3 separate regions of the Sus scrofa genome follow, and regions 1 and 2 are each linked to region 3. Evidence: chromatin contacts called from public Hi-C and HiChIP or PLAC-seq data. All regions are on one chromosome and are shown on one strand. The core of a region is the stretch at or near the end of the contact, and the rest is flanking DNA. Distances in the headings are between cores, read along the strand shown. Region 1 overlaps SMAD6 (mothers against decapentaplegic homolog 6). Region 2 overlaps LOC106509074 (a long non-coding RNA gene). Region 3 has its middle 41 kb from the start of LCTL.

What was found. A called contact is a pair of places that touch in the nucleus more often than the background predicts. HiChIP or PLAC-seq counts read pairs in DNA pulled down with a chosen protein or histone mark.
Region 1: a contact with region 3 is called in a Hi-C map of retroperitoneal adipose tissue, with 1.8 times the contacts expected there. The contact joins two enhancer-like sites. A contact is called at or near these places in 12 of 47 Hi-C or Micro-C datasets (alveolar macrophages, embryonic fibroblasts, epiblast stem cells and 6 more) and 2 of 2 datasets of contacts at active chromatin or transcription factors (alveolar macrophages and skeletal muscle).
Region 2: a contact with region 3 is called in an H3K27ac HiChIP or PLAC-seq map of alveolar macrophages. The contact joins two enhancer-like sites. A contact is called at or near these places in 1 of 47 Hi-C or Micro-C datasets (epiblast stem cells) and 1 of 2 datasets of contacts at active chromatin or transcription factors (alveolar macrophages).

The regions. Positions count from the first base shown.
Region 1 is chr1:164,718,468-164,721,984 of Sscrofa11.1, reverse strand. The region is part of intron 3 of SMAD6 (mothers against decapentaplegic homolog 6); the gene reads right to left. Among named protein-coding and RNA genes, the nearest start is that of SMAD6, 68 kb to the right of the region's middle. Within about 2 kb of position 1,959, at least 19 of the 83 cell types and tissues checked have an H3K27ac peak or open chromatin away from gene starts, as enhancers often do. A contact at or near this core is called in embryonic fibroblasts and retroperitoneal adipose tissue, where this site is marked.
Region 2 is chr1:164,833,129-164,836,831 of Sscrofa11.1, reverse strand. LOC106509074 (a long non-coding RNA gene) reads right to left here. Exons shown (of 4, transcript XR_001306313.2): 2 at 2,344-2,543; 3 at 1,064-1,227. Among named protein-coding and RNA genes, the nearest start is that of SMAD3, 160 kb to the left of the region's middle. Within about 2 kb of position 1,786, at least 11 of the 83 cell types and tissues checked have an H3K27ac peak or open chromatin away from gene starts, as enhancers often do. A contact at or near this core is called in alveolar macrophages, where this site is marked.
Region 3 is chr1:164,579,013-164,582,343 of Sscrofa11.1, reverse strand. No RefSeq gene overlaps it. Among named protein-coding and RNA genes, the nearest start is that of LCTL, 41 kb to the right of the region's middle. Within about 2 kb of position 1,258, at least 41 of the 83 cell types and tissues checked have an H3K27ac peak or open chromatin away from gene starts, as enhancers often do. A contact at or near this core is called in alveolar macrophages, embryonic fibroblasts and retroperitoneal adipose tissue, where this site is marked.

The DNA of each region.
Region 1 (3,517 bases), core at 710-3,209, 140 kb before region 3:
AATGGGAGGGTACTTGGAAAATCACTGGGTTTTCCCCAGGTGTGAAAAAGACAAAAGCATTGCCGTTCCCATTGAACAGATGACACCACTGAGGCTCAAAGGCCAGCATATCGAGGTTGGGAGGGAGAAACAGCATCCTTACTTGCTGATCCTCATGATGCAGCCTGGATGATGGAATGACAGGTGAGCTCTATGTGTCAGGCTTGTTCAGTGACTCAAAAAGAAAACAAACAAACAAATCTCAAAACAAAACAAACAAACAAAAAAACTGCCTAAAGCCCACGGTCATTTCATCTGGCAATGGGGGTAGATTTAATTTCTCAGGCTTGCTAAGTCTGTGAGGGCGAACGGAACAGAGAGCATGGCTCTCAAAGGAAGAGCCAAAGAACAGGGTGGGGAGCTGGTTTTCTTATGTGCAAAAGCTCTCAAACACAAGCCTCTTCTAACACCAGCCTGTTGTTATTTACCACAGGGCCAGTACCAGAGACCTCTGCAAGTCAAATACGCCTGCCTTATTTACGTTAAAGACACACTTTGGGATAACCCCCCCCAAATTAAAGTCCCAGAGGTAGGGGTTTTCAATTTAAAAATAATCCCTGTATTAAATCCTTCCCTTTAAAATATTCTTTTGTAACTCAGAGGTCCAAAATCCACGCCTCTTTAGTGAATGTAAAGTCCTACATACTGGATTTTCTTAAAGTGAGGGCTGCCTACATGATTCTTATACATTTCTAGAACAAGCAGGATTGCTTTTACAAGAAGCTAAAAGCTAATATTGACTGGAGAGATCATTAAGCCACAATTAAATACTAATATTTGCTGTTAAGAACACAGTAACATGAGATTTAAGCTTTTCCTGCAAAAATGTTGCAGAATGACCCAGGGCTTAGCAGAAGATCACCCCTGCAAACCCTCCCTGTTTGTGGCTGTGCTACTGTGTGCGGCTGACTCTGAGCTGTCCATACCCAAGCTCCAAGAGGTCTGGAAAGGGCTGGCTTATTTGATATGGGGCTGCAGTCCATCCAACCCTTGAGGCTAGCAGGTGAACAAGCCCCACAGACCTGTGCCCCATGCCTCAACCCCAAGTCCAAGACTGGTTTCCAGAGCAGAAAGAAGCCAAGCTTGGGTCCAGATACACAGGGGCACACAGCGCACGACTCAAAGTTAACACAGCAATAATGTGAGAGCGATCATCACAACAGCCAACTGTGCTTCTGTTTGGTCTTCTAGTCTCAAGGCTAATGTTTCAGTCAAGAGGGGCACACGGCTTGTGTGCCATGATCCAGCTGGTAATCCTTCATGTCTTCTAGGAAAGACAAGGGGTCCAGGGAGACACCTGGGTTGAACCCAACTGGTGGCAGTGCCCAGATGCCTTGAGGGACTGCCTTCCCCTCTGGAGGGCTCTTTGCAGCCACAGGGACCTGTATGACATGGAGAGGAAGGAGCGCCTTTCCTGAATCATGGGGGAGCCTGAAGGGGCTCTTGGGGAGGGGGGCTAAATACGCATGTGTGTCTACCTGAGCAAGCAGCACACACCTGGCATGTGAGGGTCCAGCAAACCTTAGCAGAGCTTTGCTAAGTGATGATCCTGCGGTCACTGTCACCCTATGGGAATCTAGCTGCTATTGGGCACTGTCTAGCCACACACCCCATCTCATTTAACCCCAAGAACAATCCTAGGAGGTGGGTAGAATCTTAACAGAGGAGAAAATTCAGGGAGGTTAAGCCCCCTGCTCGAGGTCATACAGCCAATTAGCAGACTCCACTCCCACTCTTCTTTCCATCCCTCCCACAGAAAGTGACACGCTAGGCACCCAACTCCTAGCCTATACTAGTTCCACCAGGCGGTCGGTGCCGTCTCCCTGCCATCTCCTACCAGTGCGACTCGCACCGCACCTCCTCCACCAAGCTGGCGCCGGCCACACTGCCCCTCACCCCTGCCTCCTCCCTTCCCCATGGGCACAAATGGCCCTGCAGGCCGCCAGCGTCTGCATTCCTGGAGCACATGCCCAAGTTGGGCCCACTAAGGAGGATCCAAAGTAATGCAGCCCATAAATCATAGCCATTGTGAATTTCCCTTTTAGCCACAGGCAAAGTCAAACTTTTCCTTCCCCCACTGTAGTTAACCGCTCTTGGTTCACTGTATCTCTCGCGGCTCTGCCTGGCCGGGGGCCAGCGCTCAATTATTAATTAATCTGGGAGGTGCAGGTTGCATTCTTGGCCACCTAACCACTTCCTCCTCGGTCAGGAACTCACAGGCCAGGCCCTTTTCGTTACATCAAGCGTCTCACAACATCCCAGCCCGATCTTGTGGCCGTAGCTGCCAGAAAGGACGCTTAAAACCAGAGTTAAAAATAACAGCAGAAAACCCAAACCCCCAGAAGTGTCCTTTCCCAATTCCATCCTGCAGGGCCAACCCAACCTGCGTGCAACTGTCACGGTCAAAGCACCGCATGCCTCGGTTTCTCATCTATGAAATGGGGCTATATTCTCCTGAAACACAAGCTGCTCTGAGTGTATAGGAAGGGATGGCCGTGAGCCCTCCTCTCTCAGAATTCTCACTAGCCAGAAAAAGAGACACCAAGACTTAAAAGAGGCAATCCAGAGGCTGGGCCGGGAAAGGTGCTGCCTCTGATTTCATTTGCTCGCTTTGTCCTCACTGGCTGAAGAAGGATGACAGGCAGCTGGGTGAATGGACGACTGGCGAGGCTACAGTCAAGTTCAGGTTTATTCATGCGGTTTGGGCGACTCTGGGGGTGAGGAAGAGGATGGAAGGGTGAGCCCCTCTTTGTCTGGGTCACATCTTTGGGAGGGCTTTGCAGGGACAGACACGCCGAGAAATGTGGGGATCCAGAGAACAAGGTGACCAACCTTGGTGTGAAACACAGCCCCCGTGACAGTGAGGTCCAGTTGTGAAACCAGAGTACAGTTGTCCTGAGACCAGTGCCAAACCCTTGGGCCAAGCAGGACCATTCATTCCTGATTAGAAATAATGCTGAAGGGTTGATGCCAATGCTAGCGGCATGAATGTCAAAGGTCAGCTGTAAGATGGGTGAAGGACAAAAACAATAGAGGGAACCTATCAAGTCATAAAAAGGATAAACATCTGTTGTGGTCGGAATGCTATCAAGTAAGTATCCTTCGGACACCTTCTCTCCTCCATGCTCCACTGGCCCTGTACCTACCCCATGGTAGGCCAAGCTCCCTTGCAGTGGCCCTGTCAAGCTCTGGGGACTCAGCTCCTGAGGGTATAGTCTAGGAAAGCTCTTTGAAACCTCATGCTTTATCTACTCCATAACCTGTCTGCTTTTGATCAGATACAATCTGTCCCCCAAGTCCTCCTGTAACATCGACACTCTGTGGAGCAAGGGACACTTTTGGCTTCCCTTATCCTAAGTGCTGAGGCTCTTGGCTAAAACATGCGTACCGCCAAGATAAATGGTCGTGCATATACATAAAGTCCTATTCATTAGGACCCATAAATCCAGAGTTTGTAATAATTCCGAAAGCAGCTGGG
Region 2 (3,703 bases), core at 537-3,036, 250 kb before region 3:
GTGGGGGTATCACTAGGCCATGAATCCCCTGTTAGCCCCTACCCACAGCCTAAGTGGCCCTTCAGGGGTAGCCTGAGGATGGGGCCCTGTGGAAGAAACTACAGAGGAAAGAGAAGAACAGCAGGCCTGAGAGTCTCGGCCCCTTCACTCACTCCTTGACTTGATGGCCGCCCACCTCTGCAGGCCCCACTCCTCCACTTTGCATTTTTTTTTTTCCATTGTATGGCCACACCCACAGCATATGGAAGTTCCCAGGCCAGGGGTCAAATCGGTGTTGCAGCTGCAGCCTATACCACAGCCATGGCAACACAGGATCCAAGCCACATCTTCTACCTACAACTTCGATCTACATCATAGCTCACGGCAATGCCAGATCCTTAACCCACTGAGTGAGGCCAGCGATCGAACCTGTATCTTCATGGATACTAGCTGGGTTCATCACCACTGAGCCATGACAGGAAATCTGCTCACTTTGCATCCTATGCTTAGGCAAAGCTACACGAATGCCCTTTCTCGCCTTGAGCCCTCACATATGTCACTTCCTCTAGCTAGAAAGCGCCTCCCTCCCGCTCCCCTGGGCCAACTCCCTCCACCTTCAAAATAGCTCAGGCTTCTCCATCATCAGGAGAAGGCTTCCCTCATCAGGAGTCACCCACTGCTGGCCCCGCATGGGGTCTGGAACACCCCCCAACACCACACCCAGCCTGTCTTCTCCAGGGAACCACTATGATGAGTCTGGGCCATGTCTACCCAGAAGCCCTCCGAGGGCCAGACTCGGGCTCATGCTCCTTTTTATCCTCAGATGCTGGCTCTTTCAGCTCTAGAAAAACATCTGCCAAGTGAAGAAGTGTAGGAAGATCATACAAAACTTGTGGGCACCCCGGAATCATTGCCCTTTCTCTGTTGTCTCTTTTCTCTTGGTTGGTCTTAGATACAATGGAGACAACCAGAAGCTCTTACAGAGCAGTAAGGAGGCGGCTGGCAGAGCAGGGGAACAGCAGGCCAGCCAGGCTTGGTGGGAGAAGGAAGCAGAGGCTGGACAGGCAGTGGGTTCTATACTTACCCTACAGGGAGCCTGATGGGGAGACCAAGGCCAGGGATCTGGGACCCCAGACCAGCGTCTCGGAGGGCCAATTCTGCCACACTGCTGGCCTCCACGGGTCTCCATGCATGTCAGAGATGTGCAAGGAAGTGGCCCTGTGACAGGTCCCTCCCTGGGACGATTTCCTAAAAGTGCAATGATTTTTAAAAGCTTTTCTAGCTCTGGAATCCAAACAAAATCCCACCTAGATGTCCAACATGGAAATAACTGCCCTGGTCAAAGTGGGAGATATGCAGGGTGGAGTTGCCAGTCCTTTCACCAACCCCTTATCCTGGGGGGAAACCACTCAGAGATTGCCCTGGGATCCCATAGAGCTGTTTAGAAACCGTTTTCCAAGTGGCAAGAGCTGGACTGTGTCTGAGGACCCAGGTTCCTCTGCTACTTCAAGCTGTGTGACCTCCACCAAGCCACCCACTCTACCTCTCTGGGCATGGATTTCCACATCCCCACAATGGAGAAGATAACGTGTGCCTCACAGGGTGACTAAGAGGCTCCACAGGGTGATAACCAGGGAAGCTTTGCCTCTTACTGTGGGCACAAACACAATGTGTTATCAGGAGGCCCAGAAGGGCATGAGAAATTTTGCGTCATCTTCAAAGAGGAAGTCTTGCAGGCCCTAGGCCCTGGGCTGCAGAACAGACACATGGCTATGAGACTCGTGGTTGCCTTTCTTCCTGGAATTTCAGGCCCCAAGTGCTCTTGACACGCCCCTTGGCCCCAGACCTCATTACCCAGCCAGCTGGGGCCCTGGCACAGTCCTTGTTTCGCTTCCTTGGGTGTGGGGGTGGGACACATGAGCACAGAAAATTCCTCCCCTCACTACTCCACCAGCCAAACCCCAGCAAACCTCGTCCCCGCTCGGGACCGGGACCCCTGAAGGGAAATGGAGGCAGAGTATTCTGGCTCCAGGAATCAGCTAATGGAACCTTGTTAATTACTATGTAAATGACTTTAATAGCCTGGATCCCCTTCAGACAATTGTTTAGGGGCTTACCGCCCTAGACTGGGAAGATGGGGTCTCCGGTGAGGGGAACAAACAGCCTCTCCTTGGCCCAAGACCCCCATGTACAATTTCCCACAGGGCAGGAACAGATGCACAGATGGGCAACTGGAGGAAAAGATGAATTCAAATCTGCCCCTGCTCCATGGGATACTGAGTGTGACACTGAGATTCAGGAATCGAGATAACCTTGAAGGTCAGAACTGAAAAGGACCTCGGATGATCTCTAATATATCCTTACCCCTTTGCTGCATCCAGGAGAAACAGAAGCCCAGAACAGGAAAGTGACTTGTCCAAAGTCACACAGCAAGGTGACTGGACAGGCAGAGGTTAGAACACCAATCTCCCATCTCCAGCTCAGGGGCTCTCAAACTGGCACTGTGGGGTGGGTTTGACCTGGGTGTCCTCCTTTCAAACAACATATGCTGAGACTTCCCCAGTCTGCTGAGAAAAAAAAAAAAAGTCCATTTAAAGAGAAGCATTTTTTTGATTTTAAGTTCAACATATACTGTTTTTTTAAAGCAGTCAAAAAAACAATAGTGCGGGCTTGGGGCAGGGTCTTGGTTTGTCTGGCACTGACAGACATGATATATACTTTATTTTCTTCCATAAATGTGCTTTTGTATTACAGAATTAAGTATGTCAAAATGTCACAGTGTTCTATAATGGACACCATGAACACTCTTTTTTTTTTTTTTTTGCTTTTTAGTGCCTCACCCGAGGCATATGGACATTCCCAGGCTAGGGGTCAAATCGGAGCTACAGCTGCCAGCCTGTGCCACAGCCACAGCAACGCCAGATCAAAGCTGTGTCTGTGACCTACACCACAGCTCACAGCAACATCGGATACTTAACCCACTGAGCGAGGCCAGAGATTGAACCCGCATCCTCATGGATACTAGTCAGGTTCTTAACCTGGTGAGTCACAATGGGAACTCCATGCACGTGATTTTAACAATCCTCTGTCCTGAAAGAAATCCTCAGTCCTGGAACACTTATTTTTATCTCGATTTTCCAGTGGTGGGAAGGGAGAGAGATATACTAACAGACTTGCTTCAGGGCTACTGACTGATCTATGCTCTTTCTACCACACCACTTCCTATAAATATGTGTCAACTAAGAGTAAGTTCTATAGGAGAGCAGAGCTGGGAAGGGCGGTGGGAAAGAGTGAGGACAGTGACACTATAGGCTGCTGCCAGGATGCCAAGCTCATCATGGGTTAGGCGTGTGAGTATCTAGCAGGCTTCCAGACATCTCTCCGGGCTGCTCAGGGCACTAGCTCTTCTCTGCAGCACAGGCTGGACTTCAGACAGCAGGTCATGAAACCAAGCAGGACCCTGTGTCCTTTCTATGTCCTTCATTTCTTGCTTTTAGGGAATAAGCTTCAGGAAGGTTCCAAAGGGCAAGTTCACACATTTGCTAATCAGTAAAGGGAGGGGATGCAAAGCCAAAGAGGAGCAGTCAAAAAAACAATAGTGCAGCCCTGGGGCAGGGTCCTGGGCCCTTGAGGCATATAGAAAACAGTACCTTGGAGTTCCCATTGTGGCTCAGTGGAAGCGAACCCCACTAGCAACCATGAGGTTGCGGGTTCGATCCCTGGC
Region 3 (3,331 bases), core at 9-2,508:
TCTCTCACCTCCCATCTTTCTATTGCCCTCCCCATCACTGGTAGCCACTAGTTTTCTATGTGTATGAGTCTGCTTCTTTTTTGTTATGTTCACTAGTTTGCTGTATTTTGTAGATTCCACATATAAGTGATACCATATAGTATTTGCCTTTCTCTGTCTAACTTTTTTCATTCAGTATGATAATCTCTAAGTCTACCCAAGTTGCTACAAATGGCAATATTTCATTCTTTTTAATGGCTAAGTAGTATTCCATCACATACATTTATCACATCTTCTTTATCCATTCCTCTGTCAATGGACACTCAGATTGCTTCCATGTCTTGGCTATTGTGAATAGTGCTGCAGTGAAAGCTGGGGTGTGTGTATCCTCTTGAATTAGTGTTTTTGTTTTTTTCAGATATATACCCAGGAGTGGAATGGCTGGGTCATACAGTAGTTCTAGTTTTAGTTCTTTGAGAAAACTCCATACTGTTTTCCATAGTTGGAAGCCTATTTTTAGATGTTTCCAAAAAGAGAAAATATGGGAGGAAGAAAATGATGAAGCAAAATGGGACAGAATGTAAACAACTGATGAATCTGGCTACAGGTTATACAACAGGTTTTTTTTTTTTTTTTTTTTTTTGCAACTTTTCCATAAGTTTTAAATCATATCCAAAAAAAAAGTTTTAAAGCTCAACTATTTCAAAATTCTACCTAGTTTCATCTACCACACTCCCCGGGAGCTGATGAAAATCCCAGCCTCTTAGGATTCTTTGCTCCAGACCAGTGGCCCCATGCCCGGCTCCTCGGGGGAATGTGACTGCTGGCAACAGCTCTGCAATCCCTACACAGGAAGCCAGAGGTACCCCTGCCCAGCCGCCAGCATTGCTGAGGTCCCCCAAGCCTTCTCAGGGCCTCTCCTCAGCCTCCCTGTTTCCCAACCCCCCACCTCACTTCTGCCCAAGTCCTGGCCAGGCTGTGGTGTGAGGCCGAGGTGGGGTTTATTTATAAGTTCCCGCTGATTATGAATCACTGGAGGAACTGCCTGCAGACTGGAGACAAAAGTCTGGGGCCGCCTGACCAGGAGGAAACACTCTTTACATTTGACTTTCCCCTTGGCACAGGCCACCCTGCGCTTGGCCTGGCCAGGCTCTGCCAGCCCCTTCTGTTCTCAGAGGCAGAAGCGCATTTGCCGCCAAGTCCTGTCGGCCTGTCTGCCTTGCTGTGTAAACAGGACCTGGGGCTGGCGGCCCGGCCCCACACTGGAAATGAGCCTGCCTTCCGCAGCCCAGCCACTTCCTCCTCACATCCGGAGACTCCTCAGAGTTCAGATGAGGGCTGGTAAGCAGGAGCAAGGAGAAGCTGGAGTTTTTCTCTGCTGAGGTCTTCATCAGCCTTGATGAAGGATGAATGGGCCAACGGAGGAGCGGAGGACTCTTAGGCAGCTGTCAAAGACCAATTTAAATGACCCTTCCTCTGGAAAACCACCTCACCCAGTGTCTGCACCTCACTGTAATTTCTTTGTAGTTTAGTTATATTCAATGAACAAGTACTTAGGCTCCTACTATGTACCACATTCTGTGCAAGGTGCCTGTGAGACAAGGATGCATGGAGATATCTTATTCACATCTCATTAATTCTTTTGACTCAACTATAAGATTCTTAAGGGCAGACAGAGTTAACGTGTGATTCATGATTCACCTGATCCTGCAAAGTACCTGCACATAGCAGAAGCTCAAAAAATTTCTGTTGTATTGACCAGGATTAAGAACTGGGGCAGGCAAACTAGAAGGACACCAGGGGCCAGCCCACTCCTCTGCTAAGGCCCCTGTCCCCATCCTGCCTTGGCATTCTGTGACCTGGGAGCCGTATTCCTTCTCGGAGTAGCTTGGTTTCCCTTTATGAATATCTGAACCAGGTTTTCTATCTGAACAACTAATAATGTAGGGGATGTGACTTCAGAAGATGCTAGAAACCTCCCCCCACCAAACCTCACCCTGAAACATCTTCCCCACTCCTCCGAGATGTCACCAACTTTGAGACATTCCTCTGGGTTAAGCACTGTCCTCTCCAAGGTTATCCATCTGATCGTGACCCTCCCCTCTGGTGGGTAGTACCTCCAGGTGAAGGATGGGAGTTCTCTCTGGGTGGTTGGTATTATATCCCCATTTTACAGATGAGAAAACTGCAGCTGAGAGCAGTGACGTACTTGATCAGGTATAAGGGAAAGACAGGTTTTGAGTTCAGCTCTCAGAAGCTGATGCCCAAGATTCTTCACACAGAATTGAACTACATCCTCTTTGTCTGATGCCATGTCCCAGCAGGAGGAAAAGGGGGAAAGCGTCATCTTCTCAGAGGGAGGCAAGAATGGAAGTCAATTTCAGAAGCTTGCTGTGCCAGCTATTCCAGGCTGCACCCAGTGCAATCTTCCCGCCATGACATTCATTAATAACCCTATTTATAAGATGGGAAATTAAGGCTTGGAGAGGTTGTGATGGGCTCAAAGTCATCAGTCTAATGGTGGTAGCCAGGACCATTACTGGGACTCCAGTGCCATACAGAAAAGCTGGGCAGTCAGCCTAGGCAAGACTAGGAACTGCAGCCAGAGGGTTTTAGGGTAGATGGGATGAGGGACTTTCTTATGATGGAGAGTGCAAGAGAGGGGCAGACATCTGAAGGGTTTTTATTCTGGTGGCTTCTATTTTACCTGCCTCAAGGCTTTTGCAAGAGTTCTGCACAGATGTAAAAAGCAAGGCCTTTTCCTTTTCTCTATTGAGAAATTGCCTCCTCCATTGCCTGGCTCTGGAAGTCTCTGCAGAGGACTCAGGATTAATTACCAGAAGCTAAAATCCCATTCGCCTACTAGCTCAGGAGCCCCTGGTAAATCTGCCCAAGAGTCAGTGTCCTCATCTGCTCATCTGAAAAATGGGGATAATAAGAGGAATTCACAGAACTGTCTTGGGTAGAAATGACTTAAGATGTGAGATATCGTCATAAAGTGAAATGTAAGCAGAGAGGCGGTCATATGGTGGCTTGTACTGGCCTCATAATTTCACACAAGATGGTCCTTCCTCATTGCCCAAGATCCTCAAGTCCCTGAGAGAGAAGAGGATCTTGGGCAGCATTCTTCACTTGTGCCTTCCTCTCCTCTCGATCCTCTCCATCTGTCCCTGTCGACACCTGGCAAAATGGGAGACACTCTGCCAATTCTGGCTGATGACCCAGAGACAGAGGAAGGGGTTCAGGACTTTCCAGATCCTGTGTGGCCAGAGAATTCAGGGAGGTGAAAACTCCAAAAAAGATCTGAAGCCTCTTGCCTCAGACAGTGAGCAAGGATTTTTACATCCATTGT